Regions from separate parts of the Mus musculus genome. Here region 2 is linked to region 1. Evidence: chromatin contacts called from public HiChIP or PLAC-seq data. All regions are on one chromosome and are shown on one strand. Each heading gives the region's core, a stretch centred on a gene start, on an enhancer-like site or on the middle of the called end of the contact. The rest is flanking DNA. Distances are from core to core; before and after follow the strand shown. Region 1 overlaps Albfm1 (albumin superfamily member 1). Region 2 has its middle 14 kb from the start of Cxcl1.

Region 1 (3,309 bases), core at 276-2,775:
ACACATAATATATAATATACAACATATGATATGTAATATATAGCATGTTATAACCTATAACACAACACATAGCATATATAATATAGAATATTAACACAACATATAATATATAATATAGCATATAATATATAATATGTGCATATATATATCCATTCCTCCTCCCTTTTCTTCCTCTTATAATAAGAATGGACACATTCTTTCTACTTGATGGTTATGTGACGATCAGGTAAAGCTGTTAGTTACATTCTTAGTTTGTAGTTGAAAGTCCAGGGAAAGTAGAGAACGGAGATGAGCAACACTTTGCAGACTTGCATATGACCACAGAAATGTATCTATGCCTATAGCATTTACACTAAACAGCATAAGCTAAATACTGTATCTTTCTGCTAAAGGCTACTGTAACTTAGTGACAATTAGCCCAGGCTCCATGTGAGAATACAAGAAAGAAGTTAATTTCTACTCTAGAAAGCAAGGTTTGCTGCTCCTTGAAGAAGAGACACAGCTAGGTAGCACTGTGTTATTACTTCATCAAATCCTCACTGCAAGTCTCCGAGGCAGGTAACATCATTGCACCGTTCTAGTTATGAAGAAACGAGGGGATGAGAAAGCAGGTCTCACTCTGAGACCACGAAACAGGGGCAGGAAGCAGAAGCTGAGGGCATAGGAAAACTGAAGAGTAACAGGTTAACAGGAAATAGAAGCTGGGCCTGCTGGAAGGAACCTGGAGTCCTAACTATTCAGAGGGACTGCAGAGTTCTGGGCAAGCCTGGGCTACACAGTGAGTGAGGCCAGTCTGACTTACATATGTAGTGAGGCTGTCTCTAAATCTGAAAAATTATTTTTAAAAGGTCTGGGGATATAGCTCAGTGTATATGCGCAGTATACAGTATATGTTCATCCCAAGCACGAGTAAGGCTTGTCTTTACTCCCTAGTACTTAGTAAAAGAAAAAGAAACTAGATACTAGACCGTCGAAGAAACTATTTGAAAGCAAGTATGAAAACTAATGTGAAAGTTAATTTTAAATAGCATATAAATAGAAGGATTTGCTTTAAAGGAAATGATAGATAATTTAGTGAAAATTGAAAACTGTGGAAACAAAAACCTGGAAACAAATTGGTAGTAATTAGGGTCAAAATTGGACATAAAAAATGTAAAGGTAAACTAAAAAACTGAAATATTGAGAATACAAGTGGAGCAGAGGCTGCCTGGGAGAGACTGGGGTTGAGGAGCAGAGAGGACAGAAGAGGTAAACAGCTTCGAAAGGAACCCCTGGGTGTGACCTCAGTGGGGGTGAGCTCTGCTTCGAGCCAGTAGAGCCCTCCCACGCCCATCGCCCTTACAGAAACGGCAGCTTTTGTGTTCGGAGTGGTCAGAAGTAACGACTCCCCGAGGTTCTCGTTCTGAACCTCATTTCCAGATGTCCTGAATTCGGGCGATGGGAGACCCATTCTCGCCCATCATCCATAGGGAAGGCCATTTCTTCTTGTTTCGGGGTGAACTTCCATCCTCAGCTCTTGTGCTCTTCCTCCCTCTATTGGCCATTCTGAGAACTGCATCCATGAACTAGCTGCCGGGCCGGCGGAAAGCAAGCCTGGAGCGAGGAGAAAAAGCTATTTCCAGAGATGAGACTAGAGCCCTTGAGAGGTGTGAGGAGGTGTTTGGGAACTCGCAGTTGTGAGTCAGAAGAGAGAGGGGAGTGTACGTGAGGAAGCTTCATTATAACTGAAGACTTCATTAGGATAGTCAAGACCGTCCCTGTATATGTAAGAGAGCTGGGGTGAGGTACCCTTTTCGTGTGGGTGTCAGGAGGGAAGGGGATTCTGATGGAAGAACATAGTTAAAAATGGGTGCAGGTGGACCTACCATCACCACCGTCACCATTATCAACACCACAACCATCACCACCACCACCATCACCATCATCGCCACCATCCCCATCATCCCCATCATCGCCATCATCGCCATCACCACCTCCATCATGCTTAGAAACAGAGAAGTCCTGTGGTGTAGGTTGCCAGGGTTCATGATCTGAAGTTTTCCAAGTAACACTAGAGTAAGAGAAATAAGGAAATGCTTGTCAACGTGTATACATTTCCAACTATAGGACGAGCCAGTTCTAGGTCTGGAGAGACGGCTGGGGGTGGGGCTAACGTGCTTACGGTAGAAGCATGAGACCCGAGTTTCACCTTCAGCACACCTACAGAACCTAAGTGAAGCTTCAAACACCTGCAACAACAGAGGCAGAGACAGGAGGCTCTCTGGACCTGCCTGACAGGCTAGTCCTGCTGCTCCCACGAGCTTCAGATTCTCTGACAAATACACTCACATGTATGTCTGTTTCTGTGGCCTGGGACTCAGGTTAGACTCATCTCCTGGTACGTGGCCCAGATACTTCAGTGCCACAAGCAATTGCTTTAGTAGGAGTGTGTGTGTGTGTGTGTGTGTGTGTGTGTGTGTGTGCTGACCCAACTGCAATGGGAAGAATTCTGTGCTCCTTACTCCGAATAGTCAATTTGTTAGAATCTGATAGTTATCATTCAAAGGTGGTATAAACTGGTTGGATTATATACCCACATTATGTAGATTAAATGGCACAGAGACACAAACACGCTGTCTTCATTGGAGACGGACTCCGGTTAGGTCTACTTAAGAATGAAGGCTGAATATGGACAGAACAGTTGGCAAGAAAGATTATGTTATATTATATTCTGATTTAAAAAAAATATTGAGAGCCGGGCAGTGGTGGTGCATACCTTTAATCCCAGCACTTGGGAGGCAGAGACAGGCAGATTTCTGAGTTCGAGGCCAGCCTGGTCTACAGAGCGAGTTTCAGGACAGCCAGGGCTACACAGAGAAACCCTGTCTCGAAAAAACAAAAAACAAAACAAAACAAAAAATTGACTCTTCGGCCTCTGCTTCCCAAGCGCTGGGATTAAAGGTGTGCGCCACCACCCCCCGGCAAAAAAATTGATTCTTTTTATGATAAAGGTAACTATGATCATTTGTAAAATATAGACAAATAGAGAAAAAAAATATCATTTAAGCCCAACAGTGTGGAGACACACATCATAAATGCATGTGTAACACAGAAGTCTATGATGCCATACTTGTATGGTGGGCGCACACTTTCAACTGCTTCCTGCTCACCCGTCTTTGGGTTCACTATGGTTAGTAATGCAGGTCCTGCCGGCTCTTGCTACAGCCTGCTTGTTGTAGCATTTCCCTGCCAGCCATCACCTTTGTCTCTCAGTGGGGGAGTTTGTGAAGCACTCCACCTCCTCACAGCCCCCAGAGGCTCTCTAGGCAT
Region 2 (3,309 bases), core at 352-2,851, 290 kb after region 1:
CTGTAATTTTGCTACTGCTATGAATAGTGATATAAGTATGTGTTTTCTAATGGTTGTAGGCGATTACTGTGAAAGGGTTGTTTGGTCCCCCGAAAGGGTCATAACTCACAAGTTGAGAACCCCTGAGGTGGACCTTTCACTTCTGGGTGTGATAGAACCCATACATCTACTAGTATCCTGAAAGAGAAACTGCCTACTTTCTGAGAATCCCTTTTCTCATTCCCCCTGTGTTCCCTCATACGGGTAAAGAGCAAGTTCCATTCTTCCCAGCCTACGAGGCCCTGCTCAGACTACTATTCTACTCTTATAAGACTACTTGGAGTTTCTCTCTTTAACAACAAGAGCTGAAAGTGAATCCCATTCCTCTAGAATTATAAAGAAGATCTGAGAAAACTACGCTGAACAGTCTTTCATTGTCACTCTGGCTCAGCAGCCAAGAGTTCCTTCTCTTGGTTCAGCTCTAACCTCAACATGCCTAGCCCGTGAGTCACAGATTCCTGAAGGCATACTTAATGGACACAGCGAGGAAGCTCTGTCCACACATGGGATTTCCCAAGGATTTAAAAATCTCCCTTTAAAATACCCTTTCCCAAGCATTTCCATCACAGATGCCTCTATCTGTGAAACAGGGCACTGCTACTCTGCAGATAAACCAGGATAATTCCCAGGAGAAGCTGCCTCAAGGAGCTACAAAAGAAGGCACGGGGGATATTTAAGATATTCAGCCCACAAACTTAATAAACTCAAACTCAACCTGCACATTTTAATAGAGCAGACTTTAGGCTGTTTCAGGCAAAGGCATAAAAGATATTTAGCTCCTAAACATGCCAGATCCATACTGAACATACAAAAGTTTTTGTAGAGCTGACTGGTTTGGGCAAGGATTAAAAAGACAGATGGAAATTTCTATGACTGGATCAAGATTCCAGATTAGTGCCAAGAAAAAAAAAACTACCTCTTTTAGCATAAGCTATTGGAAAGCATTAGTTAAGCGCACTGTGGTGACATAGTTCTGATTCACTACTCTGACCTTCATCGCAGTTACTAGTTACTAGGGTCGGTTCCTAATCTAAACATGAGGGTGAACAGTTTTACAGAATTTAAGCAACCACGTTCAATCAAGCAGATCAGAACTTCAAGACAGTAATAGGTGCATGACCACAAAGAAGCTCAACCCCTTGGCAGGGCAAGCTTTTGCCAAAGCTATGGAAAGGGTCCCAGGAATGTATGTCATTTAGTTTTAAAAAATATGCTGACGTCCTATGTTTCAATGAAGCTGATTAGAACTGTGTTCTCTTCCTTTTACCGCCACTTCCTCTCTTGGCTCTTCTGGTGTTGTGTGACGCTGGTACAGCTGTAAGCACTTTTGAACTCCAGCTAAGGAGTCAAATTTAGCATATGTTTAGTGATATTTATTGGTTCACGGTCACATTCTGGATGTCTCTAGTGTATTAGCCTTCCTAGTGAGAATACCTTTTGTAAATGCCTTTTTGTTCACTATACATATATTTTCAGCTTCCTGATGCAGAAGTCAGACTGTGTCTGAATCATCCAGGCTAGCATGGCACAGCTGTGGAGAAATAAGGTCAAAGTGCAGATAGCTAGAAGATAGTCTTCCTATTAGTAGGGTGTAGAGTTGTATGCAGATAGGTAAGCCTGTTTCAGTCCTACACTAAAGGAATCATCTCAAAATGTGTTCAATATAATCAATGTCTTCAATTGTTCATCTTCATGCATTTTTTGGTATGTGTTTGGAATGATCATGCTTGACTGGAATTGGAGCATGTTACATAGAATCTACCAAGACTTCACTGTTTGTAGATCATGCACCTGTAAGACAGAAAACTCTGTATATGAAGTTGTGTTCTAGTGTCATCTCTGTTACTGTGATAAAACACTGACCAATAGCAATGTAGGGTAGAAAAGGCATTATTTCAGCTTAAAGGTGATAGGGTTCATCACTGAGAGGAGTGAGGGTACAGACTTAAGCAGAAAATTTAAGCAGGAACTCAAACATCTTTCACCTCTAGACAGGATGGAAACAAAACAAAGCAACAATAGCAACAACAAAACAATGGCTAAATAATAAAGAGACACTATTTTCAATGCAGTTTATATTCCTGCTATTTTCTCAACTTTCTAAATTTGTAATGTGTTATTTTGTTGTTTAAGATAAATGTTTCTTTCTGTGCTCAGTTTTAAACTGAAATTTGCATTCTTCCTTTTAGGATGATCCCAAAGGGCATTATGCCCTTTGGGCTTCATGAAACTTCTCTCTGTCAAACTTTTAAAACATTTTGCAGTTTTAAACTTCTGAAAAGTTTCATGCACACATTAATCCACTGTAAACTCCTCTATGTACCATGAATGATCTTTGTTCCTCACATGGACTCAAAGGACAGTGTGGCCTGGACGTGAAGGGTGGCCTGGTCCCAACTGGCTCTGATCCCTTCTCTATATCTCTGTGTGACCTTGATGTTGACTCTTTATTTCCATGCCCTAATGTGCAAAAACAAACAGGAGAAGAAATTCAGAGAAGAAGAACAAGGAGTCAAGGATAATTGGAAAGACTTAACTCAGTGTTTAACCAATATAGTAATAACAGTTAACATAACAACTCAATTAATAAGCTATAATCAAAGTGCCACAGAAATTTGGACACATTTTTACACTTAAAAAAATAATGATTTTTGGTACTCTTAGATCTACTTAAAGTATTATTCTTAAACCATTAACGAGGTTTCTACTGTGGTCTATCTTATATTAAAAAGAATTGAAATAAGTTGAAAGTAGTTTTTATTTATTTATTTATTTACTTATTTATTTATTTATTTATTTATTTATTGGGTTTTTTTTTTTTCAAGATAGGGTTTCTCTGTAGCCCTGGCTGTCCTGGAACTCACTTTGTAGACCAGGCTGGCCTCGAACTCAGAAATCCACCTGCCTCTGCCTTCCAAGTGCTGGGATTAAAGGCATGCACCACCACCACCTGGCTGAAAGTAGTTTTATAAAAGACAAAATTTGAAGAATGACCTGACACAGTTGTCCATGATCACCTCTCTCTGCTCCTATTGCCTTCATTTGTCTCAGGGGTGTGTCTCTCACTGAGAGCATTTACTGAGAAGTGGCCGGCTAAGAACACTAACTCCTTCATTTGTTGCCTATGATGTAGGTCAACCTCCCTGAACCCCACTTGCCCCACCTGTGCAATATTAAAACCCTTCCTTGTGAAGTTGCTGTGACAGTTAAATGAATTCATGCACAGAAAAAGCCAGAATCCTGGCTGCCCAGAGCAGATACTCCATGTAT

The links. HiChIP or PLAC-seq counts read pairs in DNA pulled down with a chosen protein or histone mark.
Region 2: an H3K27ac HiChIP or PLAC-seq map of hepatocytes shows a contact between it and region 1, with 4 times the contacts expected there. The contact joins two enhancer-like sites. A contact is called at or near these places in 6 of 484 Hi-C or Micro-C datasets (the 3T3-L1 cell line, the C3H10T1/2 cell line, brown adipocytes and 3 more) and 1 of 115 datasets of contacts at active chromatin or transcription factors (hepatocytes).

What each region holds. Positions count from the first base shown.
Region 1 is chr5:90,587,601-90,590,909 of GRCm38.p6, forward strand. The region is part of intron 12 of Albfm1 (albumin superfamily member 1); the gene reads left to right. Among named protein-coding and RNA genes, the nearest start is that of Gm42109, 4.3 kb to the left of the region's middle. Within about 2 kb of position 1,526, at least 48 of the 459 cell types and tissues checked have an H3K27ac peak or open chromatin away from gene starts, as enhancers often do. A contact at or near this core is called in hepatocytes and tail fibroblasts, where this site is marked.
Region 2 is chr5:90,875,725-90,879,033 of GRCm38.p6, forward strand. No RefSeq gene overlaps it. Among named protein-coding and RNA genes, the nearest start is that of Cxcl1, 14 kb to the right of the region's middle. Within about 2 kb of position 1,602, at least 122 of the 459 cell types and tissues checked have an H3K27ac peak or open chromatin away from gene starts, as enhancers often do. A contact at or near this core is called in hepatocytes and tail fibroblasts, where this site is marked.